Linked DNA regions of Mus musculus: region 2 is linked to region 1. A link is a contact called in public promoter capture Hi-C data. All regions are on one chromosome and are shown on one strand. Each heading gives the region's core, a stretch centred on a gene start, on an enhancer-like site or on the middle of the called end of the contact. The rest is flanking DNA. Distances are from core to core; before and after follow the strand shown.

Region 1 (6,875 bases), core at 1,672-4,171:
GGGTTGATGAGGAGATATTCAGGGAAGAGTTTAACTTTGGGGCCCTTATACTAGTCCAGAGGCTTCTGTTATTGAAAATGTAACATTTGGTTTATATTGAGGCACTTGGCAAAAGTTCAAATAACCCAGCAATTAATATGGTATACATTTACTTACTCTGCAAGGCACCATGGGAGTGCTTGAGGGAATCAGTCTCCATCTTCATGGTCAGGATGTGAAGAGTCTCAACCAAGGAAACAGATTATTATATAGTGGCAAAATGTCACAGATTATTGTAAGCAAACAGTAAGAGCGATAGGAAAAGTAGATTCTCATCTCTGCGGCATCAAAGTCCCAACCACTTTCTCCTTCTCAAACATCTTTGCTGACATTCTTGTTTACACATGCTATCCTGAAGACTGGAATCAAGGATAGAAATACAGATGGGGGATGAATGGCAATGGAAGATGTCACCAAGAAGCAAACATAGGAGAAACAACTATGCCAGAAAGGTACATGAGAGAGGGGCTGGTGGGAAGTAGAAGAGGAGGCAGCAAGGGGTGGGCATTGTGTTAAGGGGGTAATGCTGTTTTACATACATGAATCCACAAATATGTGAAACGCAGCTGATCCTCTGATAATGATGAAGCAGGATAAGAGTCTAAAGCCAACTTCTGCCTTTCTGTAAAGGAGCAAGAACTTTCTACAGCCTGTGATGAGGATAGGGATGGCAACCACTCACCTGTCCCATCCTGATGGCTCTGGTCACTATGTTCTGCTCATCACTGAACCTGAATTGAGTCCTTACTCACTCAGATGCAGGGCCAAAGAGAGTTGAGTAGCTTGCCTGAAACTTTATGAAGAAGCTAGTTCAGGATTTCACCAAGTAAGTCTTGCATGAATGCTGGTCATTTTCAGAACACCGAGCCTGGAATATGTCTGGATTTATAATAGTGTCTGTATAGGGCCATAGCTGACAATCCAGAAAGCAAATTTAGCTGAACAAGTCAAGTCTGGCACCATGGTGGCAGAATTTCAGCATCACTGGCCTCTTCTCTGCTCAGCAGTGTGGAAAGTTCTCTTGCACTCAGGTTTTAGCATTCTTTCTACTCTCTAATTCATTCATATTTGTATCTCCTCCCCCTGCGTGCGCCATTCCCCATCCCCCATCTTATCTGTACTTTCTAACATGAAAATGTCAGCCCCTCTTACTTTTAAATTTAATAAGTTGATGTGACTTTTATTTTTCAGATATATTCTACAGTTCTCTTGTGCTCTGCAAAGCGCATTCCTAACAGTATGATTCAAAGATATTTGCATGGTATTCTAGGGTGCTACGCTCACAAGCAACTGCTGTGGATAGAATACACTGACCTCTTTCCTCCTGTTGTTATGATCTAATTTTACTCCCAGACCATCTCACAAGCTTCATGCAATCACTGGCAATGAAATCATACATTTCTCTATGGTACTGTGGATGAGGATCTGGATGGTCTAGGGAATCCTTCTAGATGAATGGGAGGACCTCCTTTGCCTGTCCCCTGGTGTGTGTGTCTGTGTCTGTGTCTGTGTGTGCGTGTGTGTGTGTGTGTGTGTGTGTGTGTGTGTGTGTGTAACATCATACATCATGGGCCTGTCATACATACATATATCTGTCTGGGCCCAGAGAGGTCATTCTGGGCCTCTTTGCCCTTCCTCATCTCTTAGCCTCAGGTTCTTTAACCATTACCCCTCCCACCCCAACTCTACAGCTCACTAATTTTTCTACTCTGGATTTTTAGTAGTAGTAGTAGTAGTAGTAGTAGTAGTAGTAGTAGTAGTAGCAGCAGCAGCAGCAGCAGCAGTATTATATGTATCCCTAGGCTAACCTGATACTCACTATGTGATCAAGGCTGCCTTTGAACTCATGAAAATCATTCTGAGTGCTGAGATTACAGGCATATGATACCATATGGGTTTACTTTTAAAATCATTAGTCCACATGTCTATTTGTATAGAGGTTGGAAAGGGGTGTGTGTGTGTGTGTGTGTGTGTGTGTGTGTATATTTTCTCATCAGTTCATATTTCCCATGTGCCTACCTATATAAACTGACACATGTAACTAGTTCCAAATGACCGAAAAGGAACAAAGTCCCACTTGAATATATGTATGTGAATACAAAATACACATGTGTTTTAGGGAGGACCATATAAAGGATTAGTCAGGATTTAAGAAGATAATTGGGGGGTGATTAACCCTGTAGGAACAATGAATGCTCCTCTTTATAGATCACTGTCAGACTCCATTAGGAGTCCCATTACATTAGTATTTCTGCTTGTGGTCTTCTGGACAGGTGAGTTAACAGCGAACCATGCCTTGTGTGAGTAACACATGAAAAGAATTTCAGGATTGGAAATACGCTGAAGGGCTTTTAAAATGCAGTTGCAAAATCTCCTAAAACTAGAGTTTGAAATAACAAGTGTGTTTTAAACTGATTCAGCAACTACTTTGAACTTACTGACTTTTACAATTACAAACCCATATTTGGACTTGACATTTTTGGATTTTTTTTCTTGTCCTGTTTTCAGTATGTATAACTACAAAACTGCTCAAAATAGGAGCTCTATTGAATGCTTCTATAAGGAAAAGTCTAGAACAGCATTTTTTTAAGCAAGCAATTAGCTACAAAAAAAAAAAAAAAAAAAGATTTATTTACTTGCTCCTTCAGCTGATGTCTACACTATCCTGATAATGTCTGGTTACAGGCCGAACAAGAACTTTCCTTTGGGCTCAGGTGCACATTTGGTCTTCTGAATCTATAGTTTAGTTATTAGCAAACAAGTGAGGCAATCGCTTCCTGGAGTCCTCACAGATAGCACTTTAGGGCGGGGCACGTCACCTTCACAGACCGGGGTAGGGGAGGGGCGGGGCTGAGCATTCCCGAGGAAGCCTGGAGTGGAGTGACCAAATAAGCAGCTGGAGGCTCCTGCGGCTGCGCCCCAGCCTGAGTGAGCCAAGACCCTTAATCAGGCCCGCCCCTCTCAGCCGGCTCTAGCCGGCTCCAGCGGGGTCTCTCTTGGAGCCCTGCCCTAGCTTCCTCGCTTACAACCGAAATTTAGTTTGCAACTTTTGTTCTTGAGACTTTTCCCCCAGGGCTTCTAGGAGGACAGCGGACCTCTGGGACATTTAAGGACTTGGGTTCCTCGGTGAGTTTTACAATGCTTGAAATTCCCTGGGTTGGAATGTAAATCAATGGGGAGGCTGAACACAGGGGAAGGGTCTGCTTTTAAAACGAACTGTTGCTGTGCAGTCATAAGGCGTGCAGTCTTCGCTTCAAATAAATGTGCGTTTCCTTTCTTTGTTACTTAGGCTCCCAGGAGCTCAAGTCCTAAGTGTCCTGACAGAAGACCGGCGGGCTCTTAGGGTTTGCTAGGAAACTACGAGACGATGGGAGAACCGCTGTCCACTCAAAACCTTCAGCTCGGAAATGACTAACTGAAACGTGGTTTGGATGAATGGGTCTCCAGTCTTAACCAACGCCGCTCCTGGATGAAAGGTCAGTCACTGCCCACCCAAAGTGCCCGCTGCATCCTACTGTGAGCCAAGGTCCCTCTGTCGGGGAGCGTGGCTTCGCAGTCTGCTTTAGACCGGGCACTCTCGAAGCCCCTGCAGAGTCTAAGTCTCTGGCTGGGCTAGCTTTGTGCCGGCTCTGAGGTTCTCCCCGAGGCTGCTAGCTGAGAGTCCCGGGACCCGCCCCACCTCTAGCTTCCCCTCCTCTAGCCCGGACCCGACCGGGAGGCGGGAAGGGGTGCAGAGGGTAGTCCACACGGGCGGCCCGGGGGCATCAGGGTGGAATGGTCAGGAAGACAGACGGCTCTTCGTTGCGAGCCGGGGCTTCCCGGTCCGGAGGTGCAGCGAAGAAGGGAGAGTTCCCTCGGCGAGCGCCTTTGTTCACTGCGGCCTGGTGGGCGCGAGCGCTGGGCGGCGACCACCCTAGGCCTAGCTGCCGCTTTTGTGCCGCAGGTACGATCCGACCCGCGGGGTCCAGAGCACCGGATTTACCCGGAATGCCAATGGGGAGAGGTGGCTGTGGTGTCGCGAAGCCAGGTCCAGCCTTGGCGCATCTTCAGTCTGGGTCCTGAGATTTATCAATGCTGGATTGAATTCGGGCTGACCGCCTAGGGTAGCTTGCACGTGAGGGAGCTGACCGGCTCTTTGGAATAGCTGCTAGCTGGAAAAGAAAAAAGAAAAGAAAACGGGAAAGCAGGCGGGTAGGAGAAATTGGGAAAAGATCTTTCTAATGAGAATCTCCTGTTTACTCCCATTTTCTTTAATATACTAGTAAAGTGATTGTTCAGATACCCGTAGATAAAAGTAACAGCTTTTGATTCACATTCTTTACAGCAGTAATGGTTTTCTTAGGTTATGGGTCATGTTACAGGGACACAGATGCCATCACAAGGTAGTCAGTGGTGGTAGAGCTAATTTTTAGGCTAACTTTCTGGTGAAAGTACATTCATTAAAATTAGATTTGCTCCTCTGTGCCTTTATTTTGGGAAACAGTCTGGTCCCCAGGGGCAGAGATGCCAGGAAGTGGTATATGAGAAAGTGAAACTGGCCCAGAAAAGTATGATTGAAGGTAGTGGTGCAGAAAATGACCCCACCCTTAACACTGAAAGGGTGATTTGTAAACAGTTGGTAAGTGTGGACTTCATCAAAAGGCAGCAGGGGATACAGGCTTGCAAGTCTGACTTTGGGTTCAATCTCTAGCACGAAGGAAAAGTTTGTCAAAAGAAATGTAGGGCATAGTGGTTTTGTTTTTGTTTTGTTGTGGTGGTTGTTGTCGTCGTTTTTGTTGTTGTTTGGATGAAAGATAAATTCAGTAACTAAAGGGTTTCCATCATATTCCTAAACCACTTTTCTTCTGTTGCGCTCTCTTTGCCTCTCCCCATCCTTGCCCTTTCCTCCCACTCCACCCCCACTTACATACCAAGCACTCAGCAAAGATGAGACTGACTGTGCACACCTGTAGATCTTCTGAGGAAGGGTTCCTTAGACATTTAAGATGATCTCCATGAGTGTTATGATGAGTACACTCTGAGACTGCAGCCCTTCCTGGGAGAAAAGTAACCCTATAGATCCTTATAATTGCTTTTCTTACAAAGAAAATTCAGAAGATGGGAAAGGGTTTTCAAAATGAAATCTAGGCCCTATTGAGTAAAAATGCACTTACATATTTCATTCAAAATCTGAATCAAAACTCCCTTTATAAAAACGGATGTGTCCAAACAGAGATTTATGGTGAAAGTCTGTAGATTTCTAATTCTCAGGTCTGTAACAGCTTGGATAATAAGTCATGGATTTCTAAATGGGTCATCTTTTTAAATGGGTCACTTTGGATAGAATCATTACACTTGCTGACTTACAAATTGTAAACGTTGAGTTCCGTCTGCAGCCCAAGTGTATTCAAATTTAAGTTTCAGAACATATATTGGAAGATACTGGGAAGATACAGAAGTTAGTTTTTTTTTCCCAAAGTCACAAAGTAGATGCACTTGTGCTAGGGATTTTGTATGTGCTCAATTGAGCGGATCCAAGCAAATTATTCAGAGTTCCACCATTGAACTCTGGCAGCAGAGATGTAAGATAACGGGATCGACAATTACTTACAGTATACAGTGCACATTATAGTATATAGTATACATTACTTTTTATATTTCCATATACTCCCTTGTCATCTTTATATTTAAAGAGAAGAAGCTTGGTCAGATAAAATATAAATTTTAAATAAACAAAATGACCTTTTCCCATTTAATCTTTTACTTTGTTTACTATGAAAATTGAGCATTCATTTAAGCATTAACTAGATGGTCAGGAAAAGAAAACCTTCTCCATATAAGGAATGAAATTTAAATAGCATCGACTTACTTCTTTATGCCCTAGTTGTGATTGTTTCTGTACTAGAAGTGGGGCTTGCTTTAATTTCTTTTCTCCCATAAAGGGGCCAATAATATTGAGTCATTCCCACTATGAAGGAAAAACAAAAACCAGACAAGAAACTAATCCTGGAAGAGCCAAACTAACTCAGGCTGTGGCAATGGAGCCCAGCCACCATTCCCGGAACTCCAGTGTTGCTCTGAGCTGTCCAGCCCTGGGCAGAATGAGCTGACAGGAAGAGCTCTGATTTCAGTCCCATAGTATGGGACCACAAGTCCTGAAAGTGAGTGGCTGATTTGGAGGTCAAAAGGCTCTGGAGTCCATTCTGCTTTCTCTGGCAAAGACTCTCTCTCTCCCTCCCCCCTCCCTCTCCCTCTCCCTCTCCCTTACCCCCTCTCCCTTCCCTTCCCCCCCTCCCCTTCCTTTTCTCTCCCTTTCTCCATTTTTTAAAAATAATTGTCAGGGACTTATTATCTTCTTTTCATAGACTCTTACTTTAGTTTCTATGTGTATAAAGTTGCGGAACTGTACTCTGTTTTGTAATTATACAAAATACTTAGTTTCAGAGGACTGAGCAAAACCCATATTCTGTTCTCTCACTTTAAGATCACTTATCAGTGAAAGGATTGAGTTTCCCTAAACCCTTAGTTTCTATTTAAAGAGAACTTTTCTTTTTTGTTTTTTTTTTGTTTTTGTTTTTTTTTTTTTCTTTTTGTTTTTTCAAGACAGGGTTTCTCTGTGTAGCCCTGGCTGTCCTGGAACTCACTTTGTAGACCAGGCTGGCCTCGAACTCAGAAATCCACCTGCCTCTGCCTCCCGAGTGCTGGGATTAAAGGCGTGCGCCACCACCGCCCGGCTTAAAGAGAACTTTTCTTACCTCCTCCAATGGTAATGTGCTCCATTTTGTTTGCTTCTTTTGACTTTTTTTCTTTTTGGTTCCAGTTGAGGTAGACCTTGCAGGCATCCAGGCAAGGAAGGG
Region 2 (7,347 bases), core at 2,556-5,055, 320 kb after region 1:
TGGGCTGCTCTCCCCTATACAATCTAAGCATTTTGGGTACCCACTCTTTGTCCCTTTGGACCTCTAGGCTACTGTACATAACTCCCCTCCATCCCCTCCCTCCCCTCCCTCCCCTCCCTCCCCTCCCTCCTCTCCCTCCCCTCCCTCCCCTCCCTACATGGTACAGCTTAGTCTAGTCATAACTACTCTGGACTCCTCCCTGTCTATGCCTCTAACTACACTCACCCTTTTATCCACAATAAACTTTTTCCTACAATATACCTAGAACCAGTCATGGTTTCCTTTTCCTTTCCTTTCTTACTCCTTTTTTTTTTTTTTTTTTTTCACTCACGTGGGCTCAGTCATGAAGCAAACTGTTAGTAATTTTTCAAACCTGAAATAAACTAAAAACACCTAGGCAGGCAGGCACCAGCTCCCAGGTGTTAACCCTGCAATTCTCACACACACACACACACAATCACCACCACCACCACCAACAACAACAATAAAAAAAACAACCCCTCCACCATTTTGGGCCAAATTTAAAGCAAGCACTTATTAAATATTAAATATTGATCAATGATGAACTTTGGTCAGGATCATTCACTGGAATTTCCCATGTTGCTAGAACTTGCAAGGGCAAGCTTGTAGGCCATCATACTCTTCCATGAGGCTTTGTCATTTCCCAAGACCTCAATTTCCAACATTCCAGGAAGTTACCTGGTTCCTAGACATGTGGAGATTACAGGTTAATTTCGAGAATTACAGAGAAAAGACAGAAGTGGAGTTCCTCCTGTAGATTTGTGATCTGATAAGCACAGTTCTATATGTAAAAGCACCTCCGGTTTGGGGAATAGACCGATCATATATTTTTCTTGCACTTAGGGAACATAGAGAGGAACCCTAAAACCTACTGACATGAGAAAATAATTCTTATTCATTTCTAACATAATACAAATAAATTCAACTCCTTTTACAATGTACCTAGTACAATAACTTATCTCTGTGCTTTCAGCCTTAAAGAAAGATAAAATAACTTACTATAAGAAAATTGAGGCAAGCCAGGCAGTAGTGGCGCACACCTTTAATCCTAGCACTGGAGAGGCAGAGGCAGGTGGATTTCTGAGTTCCAGGTCAGCTTGGTTTACAGAATGAGTTCCAGGACATCCAGGACTACACAGAGAAAACTATCAAAAAAAGGAAGAAGAAGGAGGAGGAGCAGGAGGAGGAAGAACAGAAGGAGGAAGAGGAAGAGAAGAGAAAGCTGGGGCAGAGAAGGACAGACTGGATCTTGATAGCTGAGATTGCTTTATTGGAACAGTGAAGGGCCTCTTTTTGCAGGGTAAAGGCTGAGCACATCTGGAAAAGCTGGGACATGAATATATATACATGTACACATATACAGGCAGCTACCAAAAGATACAGCTATTTTTATTTGTTTGTTTGTTTGTTTGTTTGTGATTTGACTGGGAGCAGTATGGATTGTTTTCTATTCTTAGGCATATTGTTTCTGCAGGTAGAGCTGAATGACCAGTCAGGCAAAGATAAGCCTATAATTCTTTATGACTAGCAACTACTGCCCAGTACAACATAACTCAATTTCTCATGACCCTATGCAATTTACTATCCATGACTTACTAAAATTACTACCATGCCCACTACAAAGGTGAGCAGGTATCATAAAGTAAAGAAGACAAAAAGAGTAGAGCTAGACATGTCAGACTTTCTTCCCCTCTCAGATGCCTGCAAGGCCCAAATTAGATCCTATCTTGCCTATGTTCCATATACCAGCTTCCTGAGTTCAAATTGGAATATATAGTTATTTTATTAAGAAAAAATTGTTTCTAGTTATGATAGCACACATCTTTCATCTCAGCACTTTAGAGCCAAAGGCAAGGAGATTTTGCATAGCAAGTTCCAGGACAGAACAGTCAGGATTACATAGAGAGACCTTGTGTCAGAAAGAAAGAAAGAAAGAAAGAAAGAAAGAAAGAAAGAAAGAAAGAAAGAAAGAAAGAAAGAAAGGAAGGAAGGAAGAAAGAAAGAAAAAAAGAAAGAGAGAGAGGGAGAGGAAGGGAGGGAGGGAGGGAGGAAGGAAGGAAGGAAGGAAGGAAGGAAGGAAGGAAGGAAGGAAGGAAGGAAGGAAGGAAAGAGGGAGTAGTGAAAATTACAAAATATATTTTTGCTAAGAATTTTTTTAAATATAATGAAAAGAAAGAGACCACCATTCCAACTGAAGTGTCTAGACAAAGCAAACTTTACTCTTGATCAAGAGGATGTTATCAGGAAGGGCAAACACATAGCAAGACAGGAAGTGCATTTGGTTGTTATTCTAATACAGGTAGTAACTTTCTTTTCCCCATTGCCTGGGGTCCAACCTCACAGTCTTACTCCATTGGCTAGTCTAAAGAAAGCTGGTACATAGGGAATGAAGGAAGGAGGGGAAAGGAGTCCCAAGCCACCAAATTCCTAGAGCAGGGGGCCTTTGATTAAACAAGGGTTTTCCTGGGAGGATTAATGCTATTTTAAGTCTTAAATGGTGGAAAGACAAAAAAGACCTTAATTCCTTGTCCTAAACACAAGTTTTATAGTATTGGGTAGAAAAGACTCATGTTTGATAATTCTTACATATGTCTGAGGATTTGTCCTGCATGTTATGTCTATGCACCATGAGCATGCCTGGTGCCTGCAGAGGCCAGAAAATGACTTCAGATCCCTTGGAACTGGAGTTACAGTTGTGAGCTGCCATGGGGGTCCTGGGAATCAAACCTGGGTCCTCTGCAAGGACAGCCAATGCTCTTAACTGCTGAGCCAACTCTCTAGCCCCAAGATTTTGGTGGGGGTTTTTTTTGTTTGTTTGTTTGTTTTTGTTTTTTTAAATAGAAATGCTCTTGGATAAGAAAGTATTTTAGATTGTAAATTAGTTTTGTCCTAAAGTGAAAGATTTTTCCAAACTGGAAAAGAAAAAAATGAGGATACAGTTAGAAGTTAAGGTACCTGATAAACACATCTTAAAACTTATTTTAGTGGACAGATATCTATTTGTAAAATTCAATCTATTGTACAAACTTTTAATTTTGTCTGTGAACTTAAGTCTATAGACTGATGGTTAAATGAACAAATGGCTCTGAGAAATTGCCAACATTGAGTAAAGCTTTCTGTTGCCTTAGCCAAAGACACCCCTATCCCTTCTCCTAGGAACATCAGTAGTCTCCTTATACAAGTGTCTTTTGGAGGGTTGGTCTATTGTATTGCTAAGTGTGGGCTTGGAGTCTGCACATAGACCTGTAACCCTTCTCCCAAGTTATTTCTGATTGATAAATAAAGATGCCAACAGCCAATAGCTGGGCAGAAGAAACATAGGTGGGGTTTAGGTTTCCAGGATATGAAGTTCAGGGAGGGACCAAGAGAAAGAAGAAAGTGCAGGAGGAAAAAAGAAGCCACCATGGGTTAGGAGTCAAGAAAATGTGGCCCTGATATATACCACATCAGAGTCCCTTTAACCTGTAGTGAATGGACCCTCTCCGATACTTCTAACCAACCCTGTACCACAAAATTTCATGAAATAAACTCTTAGATTTATATATCTCACCACAAATTTGGGCCAGCTCCCTCTCAGAGCACATATGTACAAATGTAATGTCAGAATTGTCTGTGAGTCCCTGGCTGAAATGCAGGATTTCTTACCTATCAAGTGAGCCAATGACTATTAGTACCAAACACATCTGTTCCAGCTTCCTGCCTGGGCATGAGACCCAGCTGCAGACTCTGTGCTGTGAAACTACTCTATCTCTAGAGGCTATGAGAAGAGACTTTCACTTCTGCCAAGTGCTCCCTGAGTCCCAGGTGTTTGTGGCTGGTGCTGGGACCCAAACTCCCCTGTGACCCTCCCTGTCCTACCATACTTTCACCCCTCTGTCTGTCTACATGACATTAACAACTCTTACAATATGTCCCTCAGTCCCTCGTGTTCCATCTCAGTGTCTTCTTAACCATCCCACTCTAGCCAAAACCTAACACTCACATACTCATTGGATGACACTTGGGTTTAACTACATCAACACCTGAGAGCTTAAGCAGGTAGACTCAAAACCTCTCTAACATTTAGTAGGGAAGATTCTATTACTCCTCTCACTAGTCATGCTTTTGTTTAAAACACCTTACTTACTCAGGGCCCGGCCTTATCTGAATAGACTGTCCTTGTTTAAGAAGATTCAAATTTTTTATTAGTTTCATAAAAAATTCTTTCTTTATTAGGTTTTGATAGGTTACTTCTCCGAAGGTGAAATGAGTTGATACAAGCCAGATTATATTAGATTAAATACAGATTTAGTGGGAAGCTGCTCTCAAGTGAGTTCATGGCCCCAAGGACCAAGGAGGGAAGTCACCATGGGAAGAAAGGTGGAGAGAAAAAGAGAAAGGGCCTCTGTGTGTGTGTGTGTGTGTGTGTGTGTGTGTGTGTGTGTGTGTGTGTGTGTGTGTGTGTAGAGGAGAAGGGGGAAAAAGAGGAAGAGGAGAGAGAGGAGAACCAAAAATGTCTGGATTATATAGGGAAGAACCACTGGGATTAGGGCAGCTGACCCAGCCTCTGGGCTGGAAAGTTCAGGGTTGGGGACAAGGTATGCCAGGTAGGGACTGAGGGATGCTGAGAGAACCTGGAAGCCAGGACTGCTTTGATATGTAAAATATGCACCTCCATGCCTTGTCCTAGGGGTCTGAAACCAAACAAGTATCATTTGGGCTGTTTCCTTTTTTTAAAAATGAACCATTAATTTACTTTATGTATATGAGTACACTGTAGCTGTCTTCAGACACATCAGAAGAGGGCATCAGATCTTATTTCAGGTGGTTGTGAGCCACCATGTGGTTCCTGAGAATTGAACTCAGGACCTCTGGAAGAGCAGTCATTACTCTTAACTGCTAAGCCATATCTCCAGCCCACCTCATCTCCCCAATTTGGACTGCTTTCAATTCCAGATTTTAAATTGGCAAAAACTTACTTTAAATCTCCCCAAAAGAATTCATTTTGTGGTACATCTTTTTTTTTTTTAATCTAATCTCTCAGAACTAAAACTAAACTTCTTCCAAGTAACAAAGAGGGAGAAATATTAACTGAGTCCAATCAGTTGGATTACTGTGTTACTGTTGATATTCAAAAAGTTAAGATATAGCTACTGGAGAAATGGCTCAAGAGAATCTGGAATCAGTTCACATCCCTTATTTGGAGACTTATAACTATATTTGATGCCAATATATACAATGCCCTTTTCTAGCCTACATACTGTTAGGGACCTCCTGGCTCACAGACAGCTTCAAAGTGGATCCCTGACCCCACCCCGACCTCCCCCAGCCTGTGAATGACATTTCAGGCTTTGAATGACATTACAGCCTTTCTGGGCACTAACAGTGCTAACAACAGAAGAGATTATGTGGCCCCTTATCACCAAGGAAAAGGTAGAAATTTTATACATACATATATATATATATATATATATACATATACATATATTATTATATCATGACAAATGGCTGAGGCACCTACTAACATAACAAAGTGGGCTGACAATGAAAGGATAACATAAACCTCATTCGTCTCCATTTAAGGACCAGGTCTGATTTCTAGAAGGCCATAAGGCACCAGCTCCAGGAACACACTATAAAATCCAGAAATAAGGTCATAAAACCCCCTCCTAAAGAACAGGCTGAGGATAACCACAGAAATGGGAAAATATCTTATCCCAGGATGGGTCATCTATGCTGGACTGTCCTATCTCATCCTGTAGTTAAAAGTTCATGACATAGGAATGCAGGCCATTGACTACGAGCCAATCAGAAGCTGACCCCTGTGACCTCCCCAGCACCCACCAGTGAAATTTTAGATTATTTAGCCCATTCTAAAAAACTGATATAGTAGCCAATCAAAGTTATACTAATGTCACCGCTTTGGCCCCTACCAATTGCACAGAGATTACCTAATCCTTCTAGAGAGTTCCCCTGATTCCCTATAAGAAGGCCTGCGTGCCTTTGTCTGGAAGTCGCCATTTTGGAGGATGGTTGACCCCTGCATGCTGGTTGTTTCTGCAGAATAAGTACTCTTTGTCTTTGCAAACTATCTGAGTCTGGGGTCTTCAGCAATTTTCGGACCCTTACAACAGGTACTGCCAACAACTCCCAGCAACATAAATCCGTGGCATTTTGGAATTTTCTTGTCTCAAAATGTTTAGTCTGGGCATTGTTTCTCCTTACAGGTCATATATCTGTATATATGTAAATGTAAATGTGTACATATATATATGTGTGTGTGTATATGTTTGTGTGTGTATGTGTGTATATATATGTGTATATATACATGTATATATGTATATATACACATATACATACATACACACATACATTTTGAGACAAGAAACATTTTGAGACAAGAAAATTCCAAAAATGCCACTGAGTTCATTTGTGTTGGTAATCTACTGTTCAGCAAGGGGTCTGTTATTAAGAGTGGTTTGTATATCCAGTGAGACTCCATTGGAGAAGACTAATTTTTCCTTTGTGTGCAGTTACTAATTGAAGATAGCCTCTGGGTTAGGGACTGGGGCTTTTGTCCAGTTCCTCTCTCAGTGCTGGACCCCATGTGGGTTAGACATGCTTCTGCCAGTCTCTGTGAGTTCATATTTGTGATGGTCCTGCTGTGCTTAGATGGTTCTGCTTTGTGGTTTCCTTGGTGTCTTCTATCCCCAGTGACTCTTAGAATCTTTCAACCTCTTCTCCCACAGTGTACTCAGAAATCTCAGGGGAGAAACCTGATGGAGACAACAAGGTCTCTCACTCTCTGCACATTGTCCAGTTGTAGGCTTTTGTATGTGTGCCCATCTACTGCAGGAGGAATCTATGAATATAGCAGAATGACATTAGAAGTGATATAATTACCACATTCCTATAGTAGAATAGTAGTATTTAGATTTCCCCTAGGTCCCTGGGTTATCTATTCACACCTTAGGTTCTTGGCACCTAAGCAGTGTTGAGGATCCATCTCATGAAGAGGGCCTTAAAGGGTAGAAATTGATTTCTCTCACTTTGTGTCACTATTGTACCAGTTTATTTTGTAGGCAGGTCACGATTGTATATCAAAGGTTTTATAGCTAGGTTGATATTTACCTTTTGCTTCAAGGAACATGCACAATACCTTCCAGTATCAAGAACGTTAGTTAGGAAAAATGAAGGCTGTAGGTAGGCACCAGCTCTATTTTTCCATGTTCAAAGAGTTGTCACTAAGCTTTTGATACTGTTAGCTTTGGGTTTTGCTTTGATTTAGTTGTAACTTTGCCTTCTTTCTTCCCACTGTGCGGTGGTTTGGATAGGAATGCCTCCACA

Evidence for each region. Promoter capture Hi-C pulls out the DNA fragments that hold promoters and counts their contacts.
Region 2: a promoter capture Hi-C map of pre-B cells shows a contact between it and region 1. The contact joins the enhancer-like site here to the promoter of B3gnt5 in region 1. A contact is called at or near these places in 6 of 39 promoter capture datasets (3T3-L1-derived adipocytes, the C10 cell line, cranial neural crest and 3 more), 1 of 15 datasets of contacts at CTCF or cohesin (the NIH/3T3 cell line) and 4 of 115 datasets of contacts at active chromatin or transcription factors (the 230-238 cell line, embryonic forebrain, large pre-B cells and 1 more).

The regions. Positions count from the first base shown.
Region 1 is chr16:19,757,313-19,764,187 of GRCm38.p6, forward strand. It overlaps B3gnt5 (UDP-GlcNAc:betaGal beta-1,3-N-acetylglucosaminyltransferase 5), which reads left to right and starts at 2,922. Exons shown (of 4, transcript NM_054052.3): 1 at 2,922-3,165; 2 at 3,329-3,515.
Region 2 is chr16:20,073,071-20,080,417 of GRCm38.p6, forward strand. No RefSeq gene overlaps it. Among named protein-coding and RNA genes, the nearest start is that of Klhl24, 21 kb to the right of the region's middle. Within about 2 kb of position 3,806, at least 25 of the 459 cell types and tissues checked have an H3K27ac peak or open chromatin away from gene starts, as enhancers often do. A contact at or near this core is called in the 230-238 cell line and pre-B cells, where this site is marked.